Regions from separate parts of the Hordeum vulgare genome. Here region 1 is linked to region 2. The links are chromatin contacts, called in public Hi-C maps. All regions are on one chromosome and are shown on one strand. The core of a region is the stretch at or near the end of the contact, and the rest is flanking DNA. Distances in the headings are between cores, read along the strand shown.

Region 1 (3,889 bases), core at 644-3,143, 190 kb after region 2:
ATGTTCAGATTGTTATGAGTTATATATTTGATTATCCTTTTATATAACGTTTCTTAGTGATTCATGCATGTTCTCTATTGCTATTTATTGCTTTGGTCGAGTAGTAGATTGTAACTCCAAGAGGGAGCGTTATGCATGATTATGGGTTCATGCCCCTCGATGTCTTGCTTGAGTGACATGAACATGAGACTAGGGGATGTGCTGTTGCCACCAGGGAGAAAAAAATGATGCTTGTGACCTCAGTTGCAAGGATTATTTACCTCACACATAGTTCGTTAATGAAGTTGTCCGTTACTTTGAGTTTACACTTTGGATGGGGCTCGCAACTTAATACCGGAGAGATGTTCTGGATAGATATCTCAAGGTGGATGATTAGTAAGTAGATGCTGATGAATAAACGGTCTACTTGTCTTGACGTACTGCCCATTACTATTGAGCCTATAACTATCAAGTAGCATAATTAGCATTGTGGTGCGTTCATAATTCTGTCAATTGCCCAACTGTGATTTGTTTATCATAGCATAGTTGTTTATCGTCTTTTGGAAGAGATACATCACTAGTGAACATCATGTGACACCGGTCAATATCACCACCATTGTTTACACATCCATCATTTACCGCTTTCATTTACTTTTCCGTTGCAATCACTATTACCTTCCCGCTTGTGTTTTGATCCTTTGCAAACTACAAGGTCGGAGAGATTGGCAACCTCTCTGTACTCGTTGGGAGCAAAGTTATTTGTTGTGTGTGCAGGTCCACGTCTTCTACTGACCAGAACAGGAGACACCTACTTGTTGGTCCTACGAGTCCTCTTGGTTTGTTAAACCTTACAGTTCCCGTGTGAGGAAAAACTTGTTGCTGATTACATCTCAACATTTCACTTGGGGTAATCAACTAGGTGCGAGAAATATATATACATCTCTCGTCATCAAAAGGCGAAAGTTATTTTATTATCTCATTAAAAGTTTCAAAAAATTTAAATTCCACTCAATTCCAATCAATCACTCAAGCAAGCAAAACATATAATTGATTATTATAACATTTCATTTTTTGGGATGTTACATGATTCATGTTATGGTTAGAGTTATCTTAATTCTTCTTTCATAGTTGCGAATACATGAGCAATTTATAGTACAGTGTCATAATGTTCGATCGCAACCAAACAAAGAGCAATTTCATAGTTTTTACATGCGCCTCATTATTCATAGAAGTATAGTGGACATAAGATCCTCGTCATTTTTGCCCTGTTAGAACGGATATCGAAGCCTCCATGCTCACTCTTTCGTCGGCTTCTCTTTATCATCCACCTCCTTCTTCACCTTTCCCAACTTGACCGTCAAGCACTTCAAGATCCTAACACGGACAGTTTCTACGATTATTTTTGCATCGTCATCCAACACATTCATGTTCAAGGTCAACATCTTTATATCTTCCGAAACGGTCGCGAGCTCAACTTGCTCATAGTTTTTTTAGGCAGCAGAAGTTGGCCCGAAACTTTAAACCAAACACAGCGTAAATTTACCATCATTACACCAATAATTGCCATAAAAAATATTCCTATTTGATTTACTATGCTTATTATTAAAAATCCGACATTATATTTTTTTTTCTGTTCATGAGTCACAACTATTCCCTTTTTTTCAGACGGAAATCGCAGTTATTGCCGACATACTACTAATGTCGATGTACACGGTCCACATTTACCGCCCAAGTTAATGTGACCGCACCTAAAGAAAAGAAAAAGTTAATGTCACCGCACACAGACGGACCCACCTAACAGCTGGCCCACGCTGCCTTCTATGCGCCTTCCACGAAGAAATCCGGCCCCACCTGCCGGTGACCCTCCAAGCACGTCCCTATATAGACTTCCTCGTGTGCGGCCATCTCGGTCTCTCTCTCTCTCCTCCATTCCTCTCCTCCTCCTCCTGCCACCGATCCCAAACCAGGGAGGAACCCGGCGCGAGGAGGGCAAAGGAAGAGAAGAGGAGACCACCCAGCCGACCGCGCGACCGCACGCACAGGGCAGCAGCCGTCGCGATCCCGGTAACCACCATTCGCCGGATCTCTCCTTCCCCCGTCGCCCCTCCTGTGATCCGATCGGTGGTTTGGTCGCTCGATTCGTCATACTATTTTTCGTTGTTGTGACCGGCTTCACCTGTTTAGTGGTTCGGGTGTGTTCGATCTCATCATCCTGTCGGTGTCCGGTAGATTCGATCCGTTTCTCGAGGGTGCGGCTCGAGGAATCTGCCGCGTTTGACCGGCTTCGGTCGGCCCAGCGTTGTTCTCACGCGGGGTGCTCGGGAATCCCGCGCGAGCCGGTCGCGAATCTGGTCCGGTTTAGCGCTGTTCGTGCGCCGTGGCGTGGATCTGGCGCTGCTGCCCTCAGATCTTGTAGATCTAGTTGGGTGGCTTCAATTCTGGAGTATTTTTTTATTGTTGTTATTATAGAACGAGCCTGTGTCTGTGTTGATCTATGGGTCTGACGCTTCGGCCTTGAATTTGTTTCGTTTGATTTCAGCGCAGGAGCGGACATGGGGCTCACGTTCACTAAGCTGTTCAGTCGGCTCTTCGCCAAGAAGGAGATGAGGATCCTCATGGTCGGTCTCGATGCGGCTGGTAAGACCACCATCCTCTACAAGCTCAAGCTCGGAGAGATCGTCACCACCATCCCCACAATCGGTAAGCCCACGTTCTCGGTCAATTTTCTGTCACAGCATGTTGTTTATCTTGTTGCTAGTTTGTAAATATATATACTCTCGACATGTTTATCTTGTTTGGCAGCTTTAGCCTAGGACCGTGTGCATGTAATGAATGTTCCATAGTAAGCAAGTTAGAGACAAGATGGTCTTGCCTGCCCTAGCAATAACATTAGTGCCTTTGATAATGAAGATAACTTAAGCTGATCTTGAGTTGATTATGTCTCATTTGTGTCATAGGAGTATTTTGGTAGCTTATGTATGTGCTACTTTTTGTAAATGAACATCATGCCCTATGTTATCTGTAAGTACATTGAAACTTTTACATTTGAAAAGCAACAATTCGTTGCCCAAATGAAGCCTAATAAAAAGCAAACCATTCTTGTTTAAGATTGCAAGTTGTCTGCTAATTGTTTTGCATATCACCAAGCTCAGTTTGGTAATTGAGCCTGGGAGTTCAGTCAAGGCAGGATAGAATGTCTGCACCATCATTGTGATCGTATGGATCCCGGTGTGTCAGCTGTCTGCTAATTGTTTTGCATATCACCAAGTTAAGTTTGATAATTGAGCCTGGGAGTTCAGTCAAGGCAGGATAGAGTGTTTGCACCGTCGTTGTGATCATACCGATCTAGACGTGTCAGCACTCTCATAGTGATCACACAGATTCAGACGTGTCAGCACTCTCATAGTGATCACACAGATTCAGGCGTGTCGGCACTCTCATAGTGATCATACACATTCATGTCATTTTCATTGTTACTAATATTGGATGAAAACAATTATGTTTAGTAACCATGAGTCCTAGCAAATGCCGAATCATTCCAAAGTGGCCAACTCATGAGCAGCATAACCTTCTGTCAGAGTTCTGACTGTGTGTTTGGGCTTGGCATGATTGATATTTTTCTATTAACAACAATATGCAGCTCATGGTGTTGATGTGTGTTCAGATGCTTATTTTTTAAATGCTGATTTTACCGAGGATTTTGACTATGTTCATGTTCTAGATCTTTACTTTGCCACTTTGGCATCACCGTCTATAAACCTTGATGAAATCTGAATGTTTTTGAATCTGCAGGGTTTAATGTTGAAACTGTAGAGTACAAGAACATTAGTTTCACCGTTTGGGATGTCGGGGGTCAGGACAAGGTAAGCAAATTTCCTGAAGGCTAATAAGTTTTGTTTGGCCACATATA
Region 2 (3,744 bases), core at 399-2,898:
CTGCAGGGACCATGGCCCCCCAGCCTAGATTAAATACTTGAAGAAACTTTTAGAGGGAGGTCAGATTAGGAAAAGCATATGCTTTTGGCCCCCCAAACATCCCTATTCTAGGTTTAGCCCCCCCAAGACTTCTTGCCTAGCTCCGTCAGTGAAGAGGACCTAACTCGATACATAGGAAAACAGAAGTAGACAGGAAAATAGAATTAAACCTGCTTCCTCGCTCTGGACCTTGCAGCTGATTCCCTGTTTTTTATCATTCTTTTTTGCCTTCTTTCTACGACCTTATCAGGTATACCATCTGAGGCACCACGCTTGCGCCCAGGTGTCTGAGGATCAGAATGTGCATCGAGCATTGGTGAAGTAATCTGGCCATCCGGGTAAATCGATTCCATGATAGCACCTGTAGCAACAGCCAATGGCCGAGGACCCAAATGACCTGCCATGAAAGGACCTGCCATGCTGGGATGCTGGGGCTCCAAAGTTTGCTGCTGGTACTGCTGTAACCAATGCGCTCCGGGGTTCAAACTGGGCGCAGCAGCCGCAATTACACTGCTCCCAATTGCACCCATGTTAGCTGGCAAGTCCATGGAATCCTTCAAATGCCCTTCAGCGACAACCCCAGCTTTCACCAGGAAATCCTCGAGTGTCATCTCCCCAAACGTCGGCTGCCTCTCCCGCCTGCGCCGACTACCCTCCTCGCCACTTCTCTTGGGCGAATCTTGGATGCCCTTCCACACCTCGTCCACGGTCTTCTTGCTCAGCTCCGGAGGCATCGTGATGCTCCCCTGGCGATGCAGGCCCAGGGTCGGCTCAGACTGGCCGGCGACGCCACCGACAGGATCCATGCCTTCAGGAAACACGCTCTTGAGCAGCTCATCGAGGTTCATACTAAGCAAAGGCTCTGTCAGCTGGCTCTGCACCTCATCAAGGGTGAGGCTGTACAGGGAGCCTTGCCGCGCCAGGCCCTGCGGCTGCTCGCGCTGCCCCGGGCCTGCATAGCAGCCGGTGCCGCCGCCTCCTGCCTGCGACTGCGACGCCATTGCCTGAATCATGAACCGATGCTCTCTTGAACAGGTCGCCCCTATGGGGAACAAAGACCTCAGGAACAACGATGCCCAAAGCAGTCCCCTTTTCCAGCCGCAGAGTCCCGGCCCAGATATCGCCGATCCCCAGATCCACAAGACCGCACGCAGTCACAGGAGCAGGCACCCACGGACGAACCTCCTATATAGACAGTGGCACGTTTGCATCAGACAGAATCGCACAATCGTCCCCGGACAAGGTGACTTGGGAAGAAAAACACAAGCGCGAACAAGAGGGACGCGCAAGGAATCCAATCCAACCTCGAATTTCCCTGGATACGACGTCGAGCAGCGGATTCGAGGGTACTCCGGCGACCGGATCTCCGCTGCTCCGACTTTCGAGCTGGACTCCCCGCAGAACTCAACGGGGCTCCCGCGCGGTTCCCGCCCGCCTGGCGCCGAATCAAGGCCCCGCGTGGCGGTCAGAGCTGGCTGAGGCTAGCGCCTACCATTGGGGGAAGGGAGGAGGAGGCGACGGTGGAGGCAGCCATGGTGGGAGTGGAAGTGGAGGAGAAGGAAAACCGTGGGCGACAGGGGGGCTGGGCCCAACGGGGGACGGAAATGGGCCTGGGTGATTCGGATAAAAAGTGCCGCATTCGGGCGGGGCGTGTCGTGTTCCAGTTTGAGCTTCCAGCAAACACTGTGGTGCGGTTTTGATCGATACAAAATTACAAAATGGAGCTGCTAGTACGATGTTCATGGGTTCAATTAAAATGACTCAAATGCTTGCAGCGTAGCTTTTATTGCAATATAAGAAAAGGGTGTTACAACCGGTGATGGTTTAATGAAAATAACTAGGGGACAATCCGTAAATTTCTTTCGGCATACGTCTCCGGGTACAAAGACACCCACTACAATAAGTTACGCGGTAAGGACGTCTTCTCGCCTATGCCACGTCGATTCTACTGAGCCAACGAAAAAAACTTAAACATGATGGCCCATTGATCCCTGCTTTTTTCATCGCTCGCGCGCAAGCATCCCCTCCTTTACTCTCTCGCGAGCTCTCTCTCCCCCCGCAACCCCCTCGCCGTCGTCGGCACCATCACCACCTACGCCAGCCGATTTCGACGAGTCCCGGCGGCGGGTGGCACACCAACGACTTCCCCTCGCCCCGCTCCTTCCTCCCATCTGTCCAAATCCGTCGATAGAGGCCTCCCACGCTCGCTGCTGACCCTTAGCCTTGGCTAGGGTTTCGGGCACGGTGTCTGATGGGGTTGTCCATTAAGGATAGGGCCATGGACATGCATTTCAGGGCCCTCCAAGGGCCCCACATAGTCATTAAAGTCCCAGGGCCATTGATGCTTCGCTCGGACAAACGAAGGCACTCGGATGACTTCCTCGCATTTAGACGCACACCGGCACTCGGACGAGGCAAGGCATGGACGACGAAGGGTCTGCAACGGCTGCGAGACTTTACCTCTCACTTGAAGTGTTTTAAAGCCTAGCGTTACCGGTAACAACTCTAGTTAAGGCAGCAGTTTCAAGTAACGCCCGGAGTTACTCTCATTTAATGCCCTAGTTATGACGCTCGGTTGGTGATGGCGCCCTCTATATAAGCCGCACCTGAGCTCCTGAACAAGGGTTAAGCACCCCGTGTATTCACACCCCCCATAAGCAAAACTAAGCCTCCGGGCTCGAGATGTAGGGTCTTTACCACTCCTGAGTGGGGCGTGAACTCGTACATCTGAGTGTAACAACCGCACCGTAGCTAGACTCCGCCCCTCATTCGTACCCCTCGTACTATTGTCAGGTTCATTCCCTCGATAGTTGGCGCCCACCGTGGGGCTGCGCATCTAGCGAATTCTAGCGCAATTGGAGTTTTCATCCTTTTCGTCATCATGATGACACTCAGCGGTGAGATCCTCTTCGGCTCTCTCAGCTTCACCGCAGACGATTCGGCGTGGCTGCAGGACGCGCTGTTGGACATCGACGCTCTACCCGCTCGAGGTGCTTCTCACTTTAGCGTGGTGTCACACGGAGTCCTGGTCCGGCAGCCGTCAGTGTTGTATCACTCGGCACCCTTGCGTCCCGCTGCGGTCCGTCGGAAGCGCTTCAGGCGCACACGGCTGCAGCGTTGGATCATGCATGCGGTGGCTCATCAAGCCACATCAAGGCAAGTGTCCATGCTCGATTCTGACGAGCCCATCGTGAGCCTTTTCCCTTCATCAGGCGATGACTCGTCCGACTGCGAGAGCAGCAGAGATGCTGGGGGGTCTCGATGGTCGACACGACCAGGGGAGGAGCTCCTGGTTTCTCTGCTTGAAATTCCGCGGGCACGATTGAAAGGATGTGGATCTCGCCTAGAGGGGGGTGAATAGGTGCTTTAAAATAATTACGGTTTAGGCTTGAACAAATGCGGAATAAAACTAATGTTTAATTTGTCAAGCACAAAACCTACAACAACTAGGTTCACCTATGTGCACCAACAACTTATGCTAAGCAAGATAAACAACTAAGTGATAGCAAGATATATGATAATAAACAATATGGCTATCACAAAGTAAAGTGCATAAGTAAAGGGTTCAGGTAAGAGATAACCGAGGCACGCGGAGATGATGATGTATCCCGAAGTTCACACCCTTGCGGATGCTAATCTCTGTTGGAGCGGTGTGGAGGCACAATGCTCTCCAAGATGCCACTAAGGCCACCGTAATCTCCTCAC

The links. A called contact is a pair of places that touch in the nucleus more often than the background predicts.
Region 1: a Hi-C map of seedling shows a contact between it and region 2, with 3 times the contacts expected there. The contact joins the promoter of LOC123444310 here to the promoter of LOC123444292 in region 2. A contact is called at or near these places in 3 of 6 Hi-C or Micro-C datasets (leaf and seedling) and 1 of 1 datasets of contacts at active chromatin or transcription factors (embryo).

Annotation. Positions count from the first base shown.
Region 1 is chr1H:449,498,118-449,502,006 of MorexV3_pseudomolecules_assembly, forward strand. LOC123444310 (ADP-ribosylation factor 2) reads left to right here and starts at 1,894. Exons shown (of 7, transcript XM_045120997.1): 1 at 1,894-2,043; 2 at 2,519-2,679; 3 at 3,772-3,842. The coding sequence starts at 2,532.
Region 2 is chr1H:449,305,607-449,309,350 of MorexV3_pseudomolecules_assembly, forward strand. LOC123444292 (ABSCISIC ACID-INSENSITIVE 5-like protein 2) reads right to left here and starts at 1,649. Exons shown (of 4, transcript XM_045120973.1): 1 at 1,344-1,649; 2 at 210-1,224. The coding sequence starts at 1,052.